6 separate regions of the Mus musculus genome follow, and all the other regions are linked to region 6. A link is a contact called in public promoter capture Hi-C data. All regions are on one chromosome and are shown on one strand. The core of a region is the stretch at or near the end of the contact, and the rest is flanking DNA. Distances in the headings are between cores, read along the strand shown.

The links. Promoter capture Hi-C pulls out the DNA fragments that hold promoters and counts their contacts.
Region 1: a promoter capture Hi-C map of erythroid cells shows a contact between it and region 6, with 8 times the contacts expected there. The contact joins the promoter of Arhgef1 here to the promoter of Sertad3 in region 6. A contact is called at or near these places in 2 of 39 promoter capture datasets (embryonic stem cells and erythroid cells).
Region 2: a promoter capture Hi-C map of cranial neural crest shows a contact between it and region 6. The contact joins the promoter of Cadm4 here to the promoter of Sertad3 in region 6. A contact is called at or near these places in 2 of 39 promoter capture datasets (cranial neural crest and hippocampal neurons).
Region 3: a promoter capture Hi-C map of liver shows a contact between it and region 6, with 8 times the contacts expected there. The contact joins the promoter of Tbcb here to the promoter of Sertad3 in region 6. A contact is called at or near these places in 3 of 39 promoter capture datasets (cranial neural crest, hippocampal neurons and liver) and 1 of 115 datasets of contacts at active chromatin or transcription factors (astrocytes).
Region 4: a promoter capture Hi-C map of pre-B cells shows a contact between it and region 6, with 4 times the contacts expected there. The contact joins the promoter of Phldb3 here to the promoter of Sertad3 in region 6. A contact is called at or near these places in 2 of 39 promoter capture datasets (liver and pre-B cells).
Region 5: a contact with region 6 is called in a promoter capture Hi-C map of liver, with 2.4 times the contacts expected there. The contact joins the promoter of Zfp790 here to the promoter of Sertad3 in region 6. A contact is called at or near these places in 2 of 39 promoter capture datasets (cranial neural crest and liver).

The regions. Positions count from the first base shown.
Region 1 is chr7:24,901,484-24,904,705 of GRCm38.p6, forward strand. Arhgef1 (Rho guanine nucleotide exchange factor (GEF) 1) reads left to right here and starts at 1,503. Exons shown (of 30, transcript NM_001130151.1): 1 at 1,503-1,645. It overlaps Cd79a (CD79A antigen (immunoglobulin-associated alpha)), which reads left to right. Exons shown (of 5, transcript NM_007655.4): 5 at 1-375. The coding sequence ends at 61.
Region 2 is chr7:24,480,590-24,483,891 of GRCm38.p6, forward strand. It overlaps Cadm4 (cell adhesion molecule 4), which reads left to right and starts at 1,434. Exons shown (of 9, transcript NM_153112.3): 1 at 1,434-1,573. The coding sequence starts at 1,510.
Region 3 is chr7:30,230,113-30,233,461 of GRCm38.p6, forward strand. Tbcb (tubulin folding cofactor B) reads right to left here and starts at 2,085. Exons shown (of 6, transcript NM_025548.4): 1 at 1,468-2,085; 2 at 1,014-1,157. The coding sequence starts at 1,581. Polr2i (polymerase (RNA) II (DNA directed) polypeptide I) reads left to right here and starts at 1,962. Exons shown (of 6, transcript NM_027259.1): 1 at 1,962-2,292; 2 at 2,370-2,424; 3 at 2,638-2,711; 4 at 2,795-2,869; 5 at 2,955-3,006; 6 at 3,173-3,275. The coding sequence starts at 2,234. The coding sequence ends at 3,235. It overlaps Ovol3 (ovo like zinc finger 3), which reads right to left. Exons shown (of 4, transcript NM_001289817.1): 4 at 3,185-3,349. The coding sequence ends at 3,327.
Region 4 is chr7:24,609,706-24,612,885 of GRCm38.p6, forward strand. Phldb3 (pleckstrin homology like domain, family B, member 3) reads left to right here and starts at 1,623. Exons shown (of 15, transcript NM_001102613.1): 1 at 1,623-1,873; 2 at 2,792-2,974; 3 at 3,171-3,180. The coding sequence starts at 1,640.
Region 5 is chr7:29,814,472-29,817,788 of GRCm38.p6, forward strand. It overlaps Zfp790 (zinc finger protein 790), which reads left to right and starts at 1,601. Exons shown (of 5, transcript NM_146185.2): 1 at 1,601-1,818.
Region 6 is chr7:27,471,959-27,475,211 of GRCm38.p6, forward strand. It overlaps Sertad3 (SERTA domain containing 3), which reads left to right and starts at 1,882. Exons shown (of 2, transcript NM_133210.2): 1 at 1,882-1,913.

The DNA.
Region 1 (3,222 bases), core at 253-2,752, 2.6 Mb before region 6:
GGGCACCTACCAGGATGTGGGCAACCTCCACATTGGAGATGCCCAGCTGGAAAAGCCATGACTGACATGTCCCACCCTTCCCTGCCTGCCATATGTCTGACTCCAGCATCCCTGCCTCCCCACTCTTCCCCTGGAGTCCCCCCTTCCCAGTGCTTGCTCCAGCCACTCGAGTGGCCTACCCTTGCCTCCAGGCTGCCCCACCCTATTCTCCCACCTAATCTTGTCCTTCCCCAAGTCCAGCTCCCTCTCTAGTGGGTAATGAGCCCTTAATCGCTGCCTCTAGGGGAGCTGATTACAGCAGCCTCGTTAGTGTCACCCCCCCTCCTCCCAGATCTGTCATGGCCACTTAAGTGATAATAAATCCTTCCCAAAGCAGCCCTTGGCAGGAGTCATGGATCTCATGTAGACTGCTCCTCAACACTGCCAGGGAACCAGGAGCAGAAAACCCAAGTCCCCTCCCCCCTCAGACCCAGGATTCTAGGTTCAAGTTCTCACCTGACCACTTCTGAGATCTGGGACCAGACAGTTCTTGCTGTCTGTCTTCCCCAACCCCCTCCCCCCAAAATAACAGGAAGTCTCTTGGGGAAGTCCCCACCCCAATTGAAATGCTGGTTTATCTCCCTTATAGGGCCTCACCCTCCTCATGTCCCAAAGCAAGGGGGAACCAGCCCGGGTGTTACCAAATTTTTACCTATATTTAAACTCTGAGAACACAAGATATTATTTTCTGGAGTGGGGCCTAATTCCCTCATGGGTTCACTTGCATAAGGCAGATTTGGAGAGTTTCTGTCAAGAACCGGGGGGAGGGGGATGACAGAGAGAGCTAGAGTGGTGTGACAGTCATTGGGATGGGAAGAGCAGACTCAGGTTGTTAAAAGACAGGAGGCCAAGAGGAGACTCAGTGGGATCCCCAGAGACAAGGATGCAGAGATAAATAGCCAAAGGAAGAAGCAGACACAAACTGGCTGGCCTGATAATAACAGTTGAGGAAAGGACAAAGCCTGAAATCTCAGAGCATGAGAGAGACAGCCAACAGCAAGAAATGGGCCCAGCGTGATCAAGGCACAGAGGAGCTGCAGCAGGGAGAAGCAACAGAGGCCAGAAAGCAAGGAGTGCCTGGATGGGCCCCTGACCTTGTGGGCAGGAAGGCCTTCGAGCTTCGAAAAAGAGATCAGGGTGGTGGCGCGCACCTTTAGCTTTAATCTCTCTACTCCAGAAGCAGAGACACCTGAGTTCGAATCCAGCCCGCCTTACACAACAAGTTCGAGGCCAGCCAGGGCTACATAGGGAGCCCTTGTCGCAAACTAAGAGAAAGAGAGAGTAAGGGCCAGGGCAGGAGCTGGGCAACAGCAGGGAGGGCGGCGGAGGCGGACAAAGGCGAAGGGGAGCCGGGCGGGGCCGGGTGGGGACGCGCCCGCGGGGAAAGGAGGAGCCGCGCGGGCGGCGAGAAGGGGAAGGAAGCCGAGGTGCCGGGCGGGCACGGGGCGCGGGCAGGAAGCGGGGAGGGGCGGCGGGCGGGGGCTCCGGAAAAACGCCCCGACTTCCTGCCCGCCAGAGCCAGGAAGCCGGAGTCGGGACACCGGGCCCGGGATCCCCGAGCCCGACCTCGGGCGCCTCGCCGGTCACCTCCCCGCGCGGACACCAGGTACACTGTCCCTGGCCCCGCCCGGCCTCCTCCTCCAGCCGCCGCAGGGAGGAGCAGGGAGGGGACCGGGCGCGGAGGGCCTCCCAGGGTGCGCCCAGTGAACCTGCAGCCGCCTTTCTCTGGCCTCGGTTTTCTCATCTGTCAAAGAGAGCAAAGAGAAAACCCGGCGCGTTGGCGCCCGCCTGTCATCCCAGGAGTTGGGAAGCAGAGACAGGAGGATTGCCATGAGTTCGAGGTTAGCTTGGGCGACCTAGCATGAACCTGCCTCAAAAGAAAAAAAAAAAAAAAAACAAAACAAAACAGAGAGAGAGAGAGAGAGAGAGAGAGAGCACTTGTCGAGAGCACAAGTAGGTAGAGATCCAGGCTCCCAGCGAAGAACGATAACACTCATTTATCAGCAGGGAAACTGAGGCCCAGGGAGTCGGACTGCCTTGTCGTAGGGACAGAGCATCTGGGACTTGAACTCAAAGCTGTTTCCTGTAAAGAGCTGTCCCTGCGATCATGGATGCTTGATTAGAGCTCCCTAAAATAAACAAATATCTCTGCAGTACATTTTAAAGCCGAGACTTACAGAGCGTTAAACACGTCTCAGAAAGCTTTTTTCCTTACCCTCTCTGTGGTATTAATTATACTCTGGGAGATGGCTGTAGGGGAGAGAACCGGAAACATATCCTCATTGAACAGATGGGAAGACTGAGGCCTAAAGGGAAGTCATTGCATTTTGCAGGTTAGTCTATCAGAAGAAAATATATGCTCGAGCGCATGAGTGTTTTATGCTTTTGTTTGTGTGTGTGTGTGTGTGTGTGTGTGTGTGTGTGTGTCTATCTATGTGAGGGGGTTCTGTTTTTGTTTTGTTTTTTCTTTCCAATTACAGCGGGAGGAGTTGACAGTGGTGACAGAGGGTATACAAGCATTTGGAATTTAATAGGTCCGAGTTGGGGAGGTAGAGCTCATGTGAGGTCCCGATAGGTGCTTAGGACCTGAGCGACTTGAAGTTTCTCCGAGATTGAGCCCTAACCAGGCAATGGAACCATGCACCACTCCTGCTAAGGGGGCGGGGCCCAGGAGAGTGACAGGGGCAGTCGAAATACGGAAACAAGGGTCCTCCAAGGCAGACCAGAGCGGCCCTATCGGGCCAGCGTGGCGCCGTGTATTGCGATACCCGCCGGCAGGAGGAGTGGAGTTGCCGAGGCCGGAGAGCGGTAGGAGGCGGGCTAGAGCGGCCGGAGGGAGGAGTGGAGCTGGACGCAAAGGCGGCCTCTGGCTCGGCTAGAGCGACTCTGCGGCACGGGTGGGGGAACCTGGAGCTCGAGCGCGGAGGCTTCGGTTCCTGAGGCTGCAGTGGCTTGCTTCTCTTCCCATCCGACAGGTGAGATAGGCAGCCCTTGGTTGCCGTGAAACCTGACCCCACACGTCTTCCCTGCCACCCACACCACCACCGCTGCAGAATTAGTGAGCGCCTGTTGTAGATCAGCCACGTCCCACGTAAGATTTAGGGCTCGTGAAGACCCGCCACGTTACATAGGTCAATAAGAGCTCACATACCTTCCAGGTTTCAGGAAGCCTTTCACGGAGAC
Region 2 (3,302 bases), core at 184-2,683, 3.0 Mb before region 6:
TGCTCACAGCTGTGGGTGGATATGGAGCTACGGTAGAGAACAGAGAGGCTGCTGGGAGCCTTGGTCCTTGAAACAAGATGCTAGGAGTTTTGGTCCTGACATAAGAGTTGATGAATTTGGGACTAAAGACAGAGAGGATGCTGGGAGCTAGGCACTGGACAGGAAGTGTGTCATGTGATGATGACCCTTGGTTGACCTGGATATACAACAGTTTAGAAGTGATGGAGAGAAAATAAAAAGCCGAGCTTTTCAGAATGGGCATATGTTGACCCAGTTTACCTGCTGTCCCTGAGTCCTGTGAGAGGCAGAGGCCACCAGCACCTCACTTTCTTCCTCTTCTTGGTCCTATGAGTCATAAGCCTGCTCCAGGCCTTCAGGTGGCCACAGGGGTGGGTTCAGGGGAACCCACACCCAAGAAGAAAAAAGAGAGCAAAGTTTGGAGGGATGAGTCAGCCCCCCAGGATGAGGAACAGAACCTGAAAGGCAGAGTCACACAGACAGACTTGACTGGACAGTGTGGGAAAGAGTACAGCGTCTGGATGCCATACCTGGAAGATTGCCCCAGGCAGGGGCTTCGCTCTCCCCAGGGCCTAGGGTTAAGACTTCCTTCCAGTCTGGTTAGCTTTCTGGAGGCCCCTCCCAGGGAAAGAAGACTGAAACTTGGCGAGTCATGGTCAGGACTAGAGGGAGGGAGCGGACACTATTCTATGCCCTGCCCAAAGAAGTCCATACCTGCTCAGCCACCCGCTGCTGCCCAGCCTCTCAGTCTTTCCCTGCCCACATTCACTGTGGCATCATCACACTCCTCTCCCCCAAAGCTCACACTCACAGCACACGCCAGCACCCCGCACCTTCGCGCGCTTCCGAGCATCGCCCTCTCGCGCATCTCCCAAGCATCTCCCACGCACCCCCTATGGGTTTCCCAAGCAGCTTCTGCACAACCCCCGTGCATCTTCCCCGCATCTCCCGTGTGTCTTCTATACATTCCCCCGTGCATCTCCCGCGCCTCTCCCACGCATCTCTCGTGCATCTTCCGCGCACACTCCGGTGCATCTCCTGCGCATCTTCCCCGTGTCTCCCGTGCAGCGTCCTCTAGGGAGCTCCGCTAGTCCAGGCTACGCCTGCGCGCACACGCACGCACACCTTTGCACCTTCACACGACCCTCACGACCTTCCGCTCTCCCAAGTCCTCCCCCACTGGCTCCCACGACGCCGTCACGCTCACGCCCTGCCCTCGCGCCCGGGTCCGCATGCTGTCCTGCTCTCCCACCCCCGTGCGCGCCCTTCCGCGCTCCCGTCCTCCCTCTCCCCGCATTGTCTGGGCCCCTCTGTCCCCGTCCGGTCCCCGCCCCTTAGCTGACGCCACGCCCACCAAGGCGCGCAGTGGGCGGAGCAGAGGGCGGGACTGGACTCGGGGGCGGGGTCGACGGCGCGGGAGGTGCAGGTGCCGGGCCGGGAGCGAGCGGCGGCGGCGGTGGCGGCGGCGGTGGCGGCGGCGGCGGCGGCACCATGGGCCGGGCCCGGCGCTTCCAGTGGCCGCTGCTGCTGCTGTGGGCGGCCGCGGCGGGGCCAGGTAGGGTGACGGAGGTGGGGGCCGGGTCGGTGGGCTGGATCGGGGTGACGAGGGAGGTGTGCGTATTGCGGTCGGGTTGGGGAGGGGGTCTCGTCGCTGTGACAGCTGGGTCGCCTGGGGGCCTGCAGAGGCCGGAACAATGCGCTGCGTGGGGGGGGGGGGCTGCGGGAGACCCTCGTCCCCGGGACAAAGCGCAGCGCGGGCCAGGAGCCCAGAGCCGCGGGCAGGGGAGGGGGGACGCGGGCCCCGGCCGCCGTGCCGCAGCCCCCCCACCCCGCACAGGCCCCGATCCCGCGGGGACAAAGGGCCCGAGACCCTCCCTCCCCCTATGTCCCCAAGCCCTCCTTCTCCAGGCCGGTCCCACTGTCCTTCGGTCCTAGTCTTTAGATCTCTCTCTCTCTCTCTCTCTCTCTCTCTCTCTCTCATTTTCCCCCAGCCCTTGTCCTCTGTCCCTCAGTCTTCAAGTCCTGTCCTTCCTTCCCTCTGTCCTCCTTTCTCCTTGTTTCCCCCTTCCCGTTTCTCCACGCCGCCTTTGTCCCCCACCTCTGTCCCTTTTTCCTGGGTCACTCTGCCTGCCCCCCATCCTCTATTCACTCTGCCGCCTCCTGTGCTGCTGTCGTCCCTCTATGTCCCCATTCACCATCTCTCTCCCCGTCTCCTTGACATCCTGTATCTCTTCCCTTCTCTGTCCCCTATCATTCTCCCATTTCTCTAGCAGCCTCTGTTGCCTAGCTGCCTCCTTTCTCCTCTCTACCCCACTGTCTCCCTCTCCCCCAAATCTGCTTCCTCTCTCCATGCATCCTCCATCCTCCTTTTCCCATCTCTGTATCCCTCCTCGCTCCTGGAGAAGAGTGGTGTCAGGCAGGGCAGTGACAGTATAGATGTGTGAAGTGGCATATAGGGAACATTGGCATGTGAGCACACACGTGGATTCCACAAATGTCTCCCCCAAACCCTCCCACCCGTTCACACATCCAAGCCACACTTCACAGAAGAGCCCCCTCCAGGACATCCACATGTCTTTCTCACTCACTATGGGAATCTGGAGGACCCCCCAGCCCCCACCCAAGACACGGTGACCCTGAGGCTGGGGACAAGGTCAGGAAATGTCACCTGAATGCTCACACTTAGAACCCTGTGTTTCTTATATCCACCATGGGACACTCCCCTGCGGTGGGTCAAGTTACTTTGCCCAGGAATCCATCATGGGGAGGCTGCTGGTGAGCAAAGGCAGGGCTGAGGTCTCCTATAGGGAGTTGAGAATTGGGACCAGGTGGCCCAGCCCTCTTTCCTGGCTCCAGTTCTATCCAGTGAGAGTGTTGAACCGGATCCATGTCTGACAATGTGAGGGAGCTTCTAAGTTGAGTGCTGCCACACCTGCCACCCCAAGCAAGGGTTGCCGCTGAGGACAAGGCTGGGGGCAAAGCCGACCTTAGAAGTTCTGCCTTTCTTCTGCAGACTTCTGTAGTTGCTTCCTAACTTTCATCAGACCCTCCTTTGCGACGAGCATGCCCCAATTTCCCAGGTGTGAGCTTGGGACTCTGGGTACATTTCCATCTGTTTTTTTCTTTCTTTCTTCTTATGCATTAAAACCAGGCTCTTGGGATCCTGCGATCAGTGAGTCCAGTAAACATAGAGCCCGAGGCTACTTCAAACGTTGACACCCCGATGATGTTAGATACGGGAAGTCTTTAGAACCTTAACACCTTTACATTTCTAGAGTTTTGTT
Region 3 (3,349 bases), core at 835-3,334, 2.8 Mb after region 6:
AATAAATATAAATGAAACAAAAAAAAAGAAAAATTAATTATTGACACTTGTAATTTTTTTCCTGTTCTCACAATCAAACTTAGGCCTTGTATTTGCTAAACGGTCTCTCTTTCATTATTTTGAGTGTCTGTGTGTCGGTCTGAGGACACCGTGGAATTGTTCTCTCTTCCCTTTGCGTGGGTCCAGGGACTAAACTCAAGTTGACAGCCTCCATGACCAGCCTCTGACTTTTTTTTTTTTTTTTTTTTTTGTTGTTGTTGTTGTTGTTTTTCGAGACAGGATTTCTCTGTATAGCCCTGGCTGTCCTGGAACTCACTTTGTAGACCAGGCTGTCCTCGAACTCAGAAATCCGCCTGCCTCTGCCTCCCAAGTGCTGGGATTAAAGGCGTGTGCCACCTTTTTAGTTTTTCATTTTTAACAGAGTCCCACTGCTTCTCTTAGGCTTGCCTCCTAACTCCTCCTGAATGCTGAGATTACAGGTGTGTTGGGCCCACCATAGGCCACGGTGGTGGATGACACCTTCAGTAAAGATTTGGAAAAAGGAATGGACAGAGTTTAGCAGGGAGGGAATGAGTAGGGAAGGTGGGGAGAGGCTGAGGGCAGAATGATGTGAGCTGATACACACAGAGGCCTTCTGTGTTCTTGCTGCTCTCAATCGGGCCAGAACTTGATGGCTCACCTCAGTTCTTTACAGTGTTATACTTTTGTCCTCTCCATGGAACATTCTCTAGATATCAGCTCAAATACCCATTCCTCAAGGAAGCCTCTTCAGATATCCCCAGGTAAAGCCTGGTACCTCTGATGAATTTCCCGTGAGCTCCCTCCCCCTAAGCCAGTTCAGACAACTCTGGTTTGTCACTGTCTACTGAATGTCTGCTTCTGACCAGGCTGAACTGGGGCTTCCATGTGGCTAGAGCCTATACTGGTTATCACACTGGGCAAAACATGGTATTTGTTGAAGAAATAAATTAGTGAATGAATGTGGGGCGGGTCCCGGGAAAGGGTGTCCTCACATGGATGCGACAGCCGTCATCCACAGGATAGGAGCCCAGCAGTGCATCCTCCTGATCCAACTTGCTGTAGAACTTGTCGTCTGCTCCATATAGCTCCAGTTCCATGCAGGAAGCAGGGCTGCCCACCACCAGCTCCAGTTTACACTGCAGTAAAGAGGCAAGATGAGGAGAAAGGCTGTCAGAGGCCTCATCTTCAGACTTTGATCAACAAACAAGTTCCAAAAAGACCCACCTTGGACCAGTTCCTTCTGGACCCGCCCCCTCGGCTCTCTGGAGTGTCTGATTTTTCCCGGGTCCTGCCCCTACTCGGTGGACTCTGTTCTCCGGGGCTCCCAGGCCTGGGAGGCTGGCTGTCAGTCTCTGCAACCTTCCCTCCAGGTTCGCCCACTAGTTTTCAGCCCCCTACTCCCTTTTCTTTGCCCCGCCCCTCCGGACCCCGCCCCCACGGCCACACCTTGAACTCTGCGATGGTGAGGCTACGACTGTATCGCTTCTCCGAACGGAAGCTGTTGAGGGAGCTGCTGATGAAAACCATCACGGTGGGCGCCGATATCCCCGTCACCTCCATCTCGCTGCGCCCCGGAGTGGCCCGCGGTGCGGTTCAGCCGTCTCACACCGGCTCCGCAGTGGCCGCCGCTGCTTCTGGGATATAGGTCCCGCCCCTTGTTCTGGAGCTGACCAATGCAAGTTCTCCACCTAACATGGCCAGCCAATCGCTGCTGTTCTTTCTCCACGGACAGGCGGATTCTCGGGTACGTCCAACCAATCCCGAGAGGCCTTCCGTGCACGGGAAGCAGGAGAGGAGGGCGGGAGGAGGCCGAAGCCGGGAAGAATGGCTGGAGTTGTCCCGGTCCGCCGAGTGTAAGTTCGGCGCATGTGCACTGGCCTTGGGCCAAGAAGAGAGCAGCGGATTCTCTCGTTCACGCTCAGCGCCTTGCGGATGACATCGCGCATCATAGTCCCAGCCCTTGTCCTAGATCCATTCCACTCGGAGTTGGGAAGCAGGTTCCGAAATCGGGAGTGAGTAGCAGAGGGTATCAAAGGATCGACGCAAGCCGTCAGCCAGACATCCATAAAAAAAAAAATAAAAAAAATAAAAAAATAAGGAACCCGCGCATGCGCGCAGCATCGCCCTAGTTTGGTGCAGCTTCGGTGTGCGACCCTTCCCGCGTTCCGTAGCGCGCCCGCGCAAGCGCAGAAGGCTCAGCAGCCCAGTCGCTATGGAACCCGACGGGACGTACGAGCCTGGCTTCGTGGGTATTCGGTTCTGCCAGGAATGGTGAGGCCCGGGCAGTAGGTGTGGGAAGGCAGTGAGGACTGGCTCCAGGGCTGACCTCTGACCTCCCCTCCCCACAGTAATAACATGCTGTACCCCAAGGAGGACAAGGAAAATCGCATTCTGCTGTACGCGGTGAGTACCGGCAACCCTCTCGCCCGCGGGTTCACGCCTTCCCTGCGCGCTCCCTGCTGGCTCCCCCACGCTTTCGCCTCTTGACTACCCCTCAGCACACCCTCTCTCCCATGTTGTCCATGCCCTCCTTGGGAACACCCTGCCTTCCTGTCCAGTCTTGTTGGAGATCTGATCTGTTTGTGACACTCCTCCCACATGCTCTCCCGTCTGCAGTGCCGGAATTGCGATTACCAGCAGGAAGCCGACAACAGCTGCATCTACGTCAACAAAATCACGCACGAAGTGGAGTGAGTGGCGGGACCTCGCTTGGGGCACGGGTCACCTCTTAGGACACCCGGCCTGACCGCTAATTACTTCCCTATGCCTGCAGCGAGCTGACCCAGATCATCGCAGACGTGTCCCAGGACCCCACGTTGCCCCGGACGGAGGACCACCCGTGCCAGAAGTGAGTACGCAGCTGGCATAGGGAAAGAGGAGTGGCTGTGCACAGAGAGGTCTTTCGCGGTTTAGTAACTGAACCATTCCCTCAGGTGTGGCCACAAGGAGGCAGTGTTCTTTCAGTCACACAGTGCCCGAGCTGAGGTGAGTGGCGGCTGGGTGCTTGGGGGGGTAGGGGTGGGGGGGACACGCCAGTTTTGGGTTGATCCTGTTTACTCAAATCAAGATTGGGAAAGTTTCTTTGATCGTTTCTTTTGGTCCTCACACTATCCTCTGGGTCCAGACCCTGACTGAACGTTCTTATTGCTAGGACGCCATGCGCCTGTACTATGTTTGCACTGCCCCACACTGCGGCCACCGCTGGACTGAGTGATCGTTCCTTCTTCCACCTGTAATAAATGCCAGTTTCTACACTAGTGTTTCCCGTGTTTATTTCTCTCGTGGGTAGGGAGCAGCCAGTCTTATCAGGTCGTGCGGTGTAGGGTGC
Region 4 (3,180 bases), core at 373-2,872, 2.9 Mb before region 6:
ACGGGATATTTCACTGAACTGATAAATCCCGATGTCTGACTTCTTGCACCCTGCTTGCATGACCAGCTCCCCTGCCCCTGTCGCTGCTATTGTCCCTCCTGTATTGCCAAATAGTTATGAGTACAGATCTCGAGAGACAAAGCAGGTAGTAACAGATGTGGGCTGAGAAGGCCGAGAGTGTAAAGCTCTTGCTAACAAGATGATTTGAGTTCCATGCCTGAATCCCACGTTGGAAGGCACCACTTCCCAAAGATGTCCTATGAGCTCTTTACATGTTGGGTGCCACTTACATACCTGCACTATCTTTCACATACACAAGTAATAATAATTTTAAAAAAGTCATTTAGAATGCTTGTAGATCCTAGGTGTATTTGTTTCCTTCAGCCTCGGTCCCCACAACTGTACAATGGAGACGGTCGATCTCTTTTTTTCTATGGGCTGTGGTGTGGTATGACACTGAGGTGTGTCAAATGTTTTGCACAGCTCTTGATGTCTAACAGTCGGGTTTTGCATACCAGATATTTTCCTGTTTCTGCCCAGAGAGGAAAGGGTCTGGCTGTGACCTTTAACCTCTGTGCCCCACCCCATAGTAAACTGTGTGCGCGTGGGGCACACTCTGTCTCTGGGCAGATCGCTGACTCAGCCCGGGATACCCCCTCCCCTTGTCCGGCTCCCTAAACCGGTCAGGGCCCTTCCAAAGGGCTTATTAGAGGGGAGAGGCCCCCATCTTCATTCCTATCTTCCTTTGAGGATTTCCTAGGCTTCGGCCTTAGGGAGGCTGCTGTATGCAGGTGGCTAAGAAGCCCGGCCCTCCAGGGGCACCGGAGGCTGAGTGGGAGGTCTGGGCGCTGGGCTCTCTCTGGGTGGGGCTGGAGGGGCCGGGATGGCTGGGTGCCTGGGCTGCGGGCGGGGCAGGCTGCTGGCTCCCTCCTCCCAGGAGAGCTGTCGGACCTGTTGTCCCCCCCTCCACTTCCGGGCTGCTGGGGAGGGGGACGGGGCGGCCTCTCTCTCCTCCCTCCTTCCAGCCACCTGTTTAGCCGCAGGAGCGGCAGTGCCCAGTGCAGAGCCAGAAAGAAGGTTGACGACCTACGAGGACCTCCTCCCGGGAAGGAACGGAGGCGTTGGGGCCCCAGGCATATCCGGAGAGGTAGACATTGCCAGCCCCGAGTTCTGGATCTTGGGGTGAGGAGCCTCGGACGCTGATTCCTTACAGGTGGTTCGGGACCCAACTGTGGAGCTCCAAGGAGGAGAGCCGGGCTAGTCCCGAGAGGGTAGAGGAGATGGAATCTCTTGGAGGCAATCCGGGAAACTGGAGAGGGCTGCAGAAGGGGCTCAGGGATGACACATGGAGCAAAGGGAAGGCTCAGCGTGCGACGCCCCAGCACGGGGAGCGTTAGGACCCCGGACTCAAATTCTCTTCCCACCTCTAGGTGTGTGTGTCACCTTCGGAGCCGACAGCCTCTCCCCAGTCGCGAGCGGGTCCCCAGGAAATCTACGCCCGCGGAATGTTCAGAGCTGGTCTCTGAACCTTTAGGTTCCGCCCTCTGGGCAAGCTCAACGCGCTCTAGACCACGCCCACAAACATCAGACCACGCCTCTGAAACTGACCACGCCCACACCACAGGAATCCGAAGCGGCCATGGGGACACCCAGCACCCTAGAGGAGGGCTCCTCGTCTCCAAAGGTTTCGGAATGCGCCGTCGAGGTCCAGCCTCAAGGGGCTGTGCAGCCTCAGGGGCACCCCGAGGATCCCAAAGAGCACAAGGAGCCCGAAGTCCCAGCGGAGCTTCCAAGTTGCCCCGGAGCTGGGCGGCAGGCCGAGGAAGAGGAAGAAGTGGAAGAAGGTAGCAGCACCGAGAGCTGCCGCGAAGAGGTGAGGGATCATCCCCCCGGGGGGGCTGTCCAGACGGACAGACAGACACCCAAGACGACACAGAAGAACATAAAGAGAGAGACTAGACAGAGACCCAGAGTCAAGGAGAGTACCCATAGACAGGCAGAAACACCCTGTTAGACAAAGTTGGATTTGAAGCCAGAGAGACTCGGGTAGAAACATAGAAACTAGATACGACAGAGACACAGGGAGTGAGACATAGACCTAAAAGAGAGACACAGGGAAGACACACAGACCCAGAAGAGAAACAAAAAGAAATGCCAACATAGAAGAGTCTAAGTCAGAGAGAGGGACGGGGGTGGGGGTGGGGGGAAGAAGAGCGATCCAGGGACTCTGAGAAAGAGATCCCAAGAGGTTGAGACTCAGGGACAGATGAGCTCATCGTGTACAAAGACACTTGCTGTCAAATCTGACGACCTGGGTTCGATCCCCAGAACCCTCATTGATGTAAGGCAAGAATCTTCTGATTTCCACTAGCATTCAGGTACAAAAAAGAAAGAAGGAAAGGAAGGAAGGAAGGAAGAAAAAAAAAGAAAGAATAGAGGAAGAAATGGAGGAAGAAAAAAGAAAAGGAGAGAGAAGGGAGAAAGGAAAAAGGAAAAGAAGAAAAGGAAAGGAGGGAAGAAATGAGGAAGAAAGAAAAAAGAAAGGAAGGAAGGAAGGAAGGAAAGAAAAGGAAGCAAGCTCTGCTAGTTCAGCTTCAGAGCATAGTGGCTTTGTATGATGGGTTCAGAACCTGCCGGCTTCCCCGCTTCACGGTCTTCCATTCGGACCCGAAAGGAAGTAGTTGAACTTGGCAGCTCATGACCCCCAGAGGCACTACTGGGGTGGGACCAGACCTGTTTGGTGACTTGAGGGGGGCGAGACTTGTTCTCATCACACCCTCTCTAATTTCAGCCCGAGGCTACGCCTGCCGCGCAGATTCCAGCCACACCTTCCCCATGCCTCCCTTCTGGGGAAGAGCTGCGGGGGGCAGCGCGGCGGCTGCGAGGACAGCAGCTGGAGGCACTGACTCGCGTGGCTCTGATGGAGCAGCGGGTGAAGGAGTTACAGCGCCAGAAGAAGGAACTGAGGATCGAGGTGAGGATGGGGAGATCTTGGGAAATCAACCCGTGAGGGAACCTGCGAGCCAAGACACCGAGTCCATTCTAAACTTTAGGATCCTTTTTGATAAGCAGCAGGTGTTCAAGGCCCGAGGCCTTTTCCAGACTTCCCATCTCCCAGCCCCTTCCTCCACTGGCTGCTGCACCCAAATTCTCGCCTTGTTTTTTCGCAGATGGAGGTGG
Region 5 (3,317 bases), core at 351-2,850, 2.3 Mb after region 6:
TTGCCTCTAAAATGGTTATTAAACAGACTAGTATGGCAGATGGCCCACAACAATAACAACAACAACAACAAATTGCAGGCGCTTGGACAACTGGTATAAGAGCAGCTGGAGGCTCAACATGTAGAAGAGTCTACCAGCCCATGGAATTGTCCTTTGTGTTGTGAAAGAAAAGAAATCAGGTAAATGGAGGATGATAAAGGACTTAAGAGCAGTTAATACGGTACAATGAAGCAAAGATCAGCAAAGACTTGAAACCAGCAAAGCAATGCAAAGCTAGCTATACACTAGTCACTGTGGGTTGACTCCTATTTATACTCTCTCCAAATATCACATGGGTCTGCATCACCTGACATTTCCTTAAACTTCCACTTCAGGGTACACTACAGGAATGCAGTCACAGGATGGGCCAGAATTTTCAACAGGAGGAAAACAAGCCACATCTTGACAAAAGTAAAGGGATGTCAGGAAATCATAAGCTACAGGACAGAACTCGGGAATTAAAAAAAAAAAAAAGTGTGACACACACTAGGCTCTTGTAGATGCATATTCAACCATTTCAGAGATCATTTTGGCCCAACAGCCATAGCACCTATCAAGAAATCAGAGAAGCCTAGGGGCTTCCTATGCAATGGAAACACCAGACAAAAGTAGGGTGACTGTAGATAAGGACAGAGTCTACCCCCAGGATGTGACACAAGTCCCCTTGGCTGGAGTCACAAAGGTACAAAGTTGCCTCACCTATAGTGACTCTCCAATTAATCCCACACCACGGGGACACAAAAGCTATGGGTGCCTCAAACGAAAATACAATCCACCCCACACGGAAGCCTTAACAGGGAGAGCCAATCACAGTCACTGTTGCCCCCACCCTCACCTTACCTCTACCGAAATTAGAAAAGGTCCACTGGGAAGCAGTCACACCTCAGTCGGTCACCTCACACGCTCCCAAAGTTAGGCAAATGCTCACAAACACAAAAGCCCAGGGACCTCACACTCGAGGGACCTCACACTGGTAAAAAAAAAAAAAAAGCATGGCACAAAACGGTCACACAGACTCCAGCCACACACACAATGGATGCGATCATACTCACCAATCAAGGAATCCTCTCTGCCTCCATATCCCCTAGACTACCACCCAGACACATGATAACAATTCTACACAGCTCCGGATCTCCCGGAGTCAGCTTCATTGCACTGCACAGGATGGTGCATCCAAACCCTTGGCACCAAAGGCGTCTCATTATCCCTAAAGTTCTCCCCAAACCTGTCAGGAGTACCCTGCCCACTCCTTAAAAAAGGCTCCCAGGAGAGGGAAATACAACGCCTGGAAATGTCAGGGGCTGAAAGCTGTGGCCTGAACAACAGATACAAAGTGTTCGGCTATTCGTCGGAATCGTGAGGAAATCCCAGCGGTGAAAGACTTCATAGACCTAGATCAGGCTCCTCGACCCAGCACTATCTCAGCACTGCGAGTTTCCAGGGAACCGAGGTATTCTGGGAAATGTAGTTCAAGGCCGTGCTGGTGACCGGAGGCGCATGGCTCGAGTAGGCTGAGTCATCCAATCCCCAGGCGGAAATCTGTCTAAGGAGGCTGTTCCGAATTCGACTTCCTGCTGGAAGTTGGGGCCACAGACCGGAATGTAGGACCCCAGCGCTAAGACCAACCCAGCATTGGCAGTCTGACCAAGAGGAAGCCTCGTCCTGTAGGTGCAAGAGTACGCAATGACAGCCCTGAGCGTGTGTGAGAGAAAGCATAGGGAGGTTAGATTGCATGCGCGGCTGGATCTGGGAGGAGTTGGACGGCAGAGAAACTGCGAGGTAAGGAAAATGAGCGTGAGCAAGAGTTGGGCTCGAGCTGTGGCGCTTTGTGAGTGGAGCGAGCTGTTGTGGGGAGGAGACATTGTATGCGGATCGAATGGTTCTTGGGGATTGGGTCTCGACTGGATGGATCCCTGTACAGGAGTGGCTGAGATTATAGAGATAGCGGAAGCTTCCTAAATCTCATTTTCTTTTCAAATTACGATTAGTAAGTGCGGTCTTCTGGAGTGTCTGTGGGAGGGAAAATGTATAGCTGATAATAACTAATTAGCATTGTTATTTTTCTGTAAGTTAATTGTGCGGCGTAGGCAATCTACAGGCAATATAGCCGACTTTTTATTTTTAACACAGTGTTTTGTCAGTCGGGGTGGTTTTTTTTTGGGGGGGGGCGTTATTAACGCTCAGGGTACCCCAAGCAGACATCGTCCCTTCTCTAGAGAGTTCCTGAGGAGACACAGGTAAGGTTTGATTTTGAGGCTGGCTTGCAATTCTCTTTATAACCAAGGTTGACCTGAACTCCAGATCCTCTTGTCAAGTGGTTTCTGTTGGTTTGTTGTTTAGACAGGATCTTGCTGTTTAGCCCTGGTCACCCTTCAGAGGCCGTCCTCCTGACTTTCAAGGTCTGGGATAACAGGTGTGAACTACCATGCCCTGCTCCAGAAGGTGATAAACGGAAGTTTATTACAGAGAGCAGCATCACCATGATTAAAACAAGCTGCACACAGTACTTAAGAGCCAGTGGGACACAGCCATAGAGGTGTGTGTCCATATCAGCCAGAGTCAGTGGACACAGCCACAGCGGTGTGTGTTCATATCAGCCAGAGTCAGTGGACACAGCCGCAGCGGTGTGTGTCCATATCAGCCAGAGTCAGTGGACACAGCCGCAGCGGTGTGTGTCCATATCAGCCAGAGTCAGTGGACACAGCCACAGCGGTTTGTGTCCAGATCAGCCAGAGTCAGTGGACACAGCCGCAGCGGTGTGTGTCTATATCAGCCAGAGTCAGTGGACACGGCCACAGCGGTGTGTGTCCATAGCATCCAGAGTCAGTGGACACAGCCGCAACGGTGTGTGTCCAGATCAGCCAGATTTAGAAGGTAAATGTCATCTCATTTCTTTATCTGAATTAAATAGAAACCTCAGTACCATAAGCCTGCCCCATTCCCTTTCTGTTTTTGAGACAGGGCCTCTCTATGTAGCCCTGACTAGCCTAGGACTTACTATTTAAATACATACTCATAGTGAACTCAAAGATTCATCTGCCAATGCTGATATTTCAGTTGTGGGCCACCATGCCTGGCATGCATGTATATATGTACACATATATGTATACATATATATGTATCTATATGTGTGTATATACACACACACACACACACACATATGGTAGCATCATTAAAGACCAAGCACAGTTGTCAAGTGGTAGTTTTTGTTTTTGAGATAGGCTGTAGCTTACGCTGGTCTCAAACAGGATACATGTCAGTTCAGAGTCTAGGGCTGA
Region 6 (3,253 bases), core at 632-3,131:
ATAAGTTCCTGGCCAACCTGGGCTACATGAGACCTCAACTTGAAAGCAAAACAAAGAGTTGGAGAGAGGGTTCAGTGAGGACCCAGGTTTGATTCACAGCACCTACGTGGTGGCTCACAACTGTCAGTAACTCTCCCGGGAGATCTGATGCCTCTGACTTTTGTAGACACCAGGTATGTATATGGTGCACATACATACATACATACATACATACATACATACAGGCAAAACACTCACACGTGTAAAATAAATTAAAAAAAAAAAAAAAAAGCAAAACCAAGAGAATGGTGGCTCCGCGCCTTTAATCCCAACATTTGTGGGACAAAGGCCAGCCTGGTCTAGAGAGTAAGTTCCAGGACAACCAGAGTTACACAAAGAAACTGTCTCAAAAAAAAAAAAAAGAAAAGAAAAGAAAAGAAAAAAAGGCATTAAAAACAAACAACTAAACAAAGCAAAACCAAGAACATCTGAAGAACATTTGAGAGTCTGGCTGTCTCACTGCTGAGAGTGTGCCTTGAATTGGACCCTTGCAATAAGGTAAGGGAGAAAAGCCCTGTGTTTATTTCTTAGGAGATATTGGAAGCCATCTTAGAAAAACTGAAAGCAAGCTAGACAAGCTGGTAATGCCTAAATCCTAGCACTAGAAAAACGAAGCAGGAAGATGAAAGATTCCAGAATAGCTTAGGCTACACAGCAAAACGCTGTCTCAGAAAACAAACAAAAAAGTGGCTGGGGATGTAGCTCAGTGATAAGAGTACTTTGGCTAGCACCACCTCGGTGTTCCGTGCCCAACACCACAAAAACTAAGCAAAAGGAATTTTCTTTAGGGACACACCTGCAGCTCCAGGACTAGCAATATGGAAGCCAAGCATGATTAGAATTTCAAGGCCCTTGTCTACACTGGAGTCCTGCTTCACGAGACTGCCTAAAACAAAAAGAATCCGAAAGTGAGTCCTAGAAAACAGGAAGGAGGGTACCAGAGACCAAATAGTGAAGAGCAAGCTAACCCTTCACTACGAAACCATATCACAAAATTAAACACACACACACACACACACACAAAATTTTAAATCTTAGCTCAGTTCTACGGTGTTTGTTCAAAATGCTCAAATGTTAAATCCCCAAAACTAAAAATAATAATAATAATAATAAGTTTGAGTTTGTTCCCAGAGTTGTGAGCAGTCTTTAAGAGTAAACAGCAACAGGCAGACAAATGCGGAAAACGAAAGCGTTGCCTGGGATCCAGGAGGTTCCCCCAAACAAGCAGCAGACCCCTCTAGGTTAAGCATAGACTCCTCCTACAAGACGGGTTGGGGGTGGGGAAGCAGAGCTCCGCCAGCTAAGGGGCGGGGCTGCGGTCGTTCAGGCAACGCAAGCCGCATCATGCTATTGGCTGCTGTCTAGTGCGTCATCCCCCCCCCCGCCCTCCGGTTTGACCCAGCCTTCGGAACTCCGGGGGGCGTGGCCTCCACCATCTGCCCCAAGCCTGCAAAACCGCAGGGAGGGGAGAATGGTGTCACCCGGTGTCACTCTTCAGTGGGGTCTGGTATAAGGGGTCTGCAGTGAAACAGAGGAGTGAGAAACACAGCTGGGTCCAAAGTAGCAGTTCTGACGGCGTTACCAGACTCCACCGTGGAGACTCCGCTCCGCCCCCTGACCAGTAGCCAACCTAAACCGGACCCGGCCCAGTGATGGACGGGGCCTAGCATCCGTGGCTCCTCTTAGCCAATGGCGCCCCGCGGCGGGCAGGATTCCAACCAATCCTGGCTTGCGACTGGCCTCCGGGGAGGAGCCGAGTGGCCCCCAGCCAGACCCAGAGGCCCGGGGAAAGTGAGCCGGACTTCTACCCAGCACTGGTGGAACCCAACCCTGCAGGCTTGTCGGAGGTAGTCGTGGCGACCCTGGCAGCCGAGGTGAGGAGTGGCCGCCTGTGTGAGATTTCCCTGGAGTTAGAGGAGGACGGGGGCGCGCCCCCACGGTAGGCGGAAGCGGGGTATCCCGAGTGGAGAGCAGATTGGTGTGATTGATGGACATTGGAGGGTGGAAGGCTGAATTCCAGCATCAGCACCGAAGGGGGAGCAGGATTACTCAGGAGTTGGAGTTTGGAGAAGCCAGGAAAACGGAGAAAGAACTTTGGAGGAGAGTGTAGGACAGTTTGAGTCTCGAAGAATAGGCTGAGTTTGGAGTTCCACGGTGTTCTGGACAAAGTGAGCGTTTTAAGGCTAGGATATGAAGCATTTAGAGGAACCCGGGAACTAGAGGAACCGAGTATTGGATTCTGAGACGCCGTCGTGAGAAGGGAATGCCGGGGAAGAGTTCACTGACTGGGTCTCGGAGCCGGACTGGGTATTTGGAAAGCCAGAGTCATTTGAAAGTGGAGCCGAATGAGGGGAGATTTGGGACGAGGTCTCAGAATTGGGATATCCAGTTTCGCCGGCGGAACTATGTACCCGAGAGTTATTTGTCGTCTTTGGGCGATGTGATGGGATTTGGACCTCTGCACACCGAGGACAGTTTGGGGAAGAATCCAGAACTTCCTGGGGTGATAGGGACCCAGAGAAAACAGGTTTCTGACTGAAGCCTGGTGGGGGAGGGGCGCTCGGGGCGTGGAGCTCGGATTCACCGCCCCGAAGGCAGTAGAGGGCGGGGCTCGGCGGCCGCTGGGCAGCTGAAGTCCGGGTTCCCTTCCCCCACCAGCCGGAGCTCCCGTACGCATGCTCTCAGAGAGGGCGGGCGTGTCCAGTCTCTTGGGTGTGCTGGGCCTTCTGGGGATTGTAGTTCCAACGCGACAGCCGAAGCTCTGCCTGGAGCCTTTGGGTCCACAGTTCCCAGAAGGCCCTGAGGATACATTGAGGTGTTCTTGGGTCTGGTCTAGCGACCCAGGGAAGGGTGGTGCCTATAAAAAGAGATGATTGGGTTGGACTGGTCGCTAGAGGGTGCAGTTTGTGGTTAGTTTCGCTCTAGCTGGCTTTCCTTTGGGTCGGAGTTTGGGAAATACTCCCTCTCTTTTGAGAGGTCATAGACTCAATTGTAGGAAGCAGGTACGGACAGAAATATTCTTGTTAAAAAAGGAGAAAAAAAAAAGAATTTAAACACACACGTCCCAGCTAAGCCTCGTCTCACACACATTTAATCCCAGCCTTCAGGGAGGAAGAGGCGGTACGATATGAGTTCGAGACACAGCCTGATCCACATAGGGAGTTCCAGAGCAATACAGAGAAACCCTGTCTCAAGTTTGGGTTTGGTCCATTAC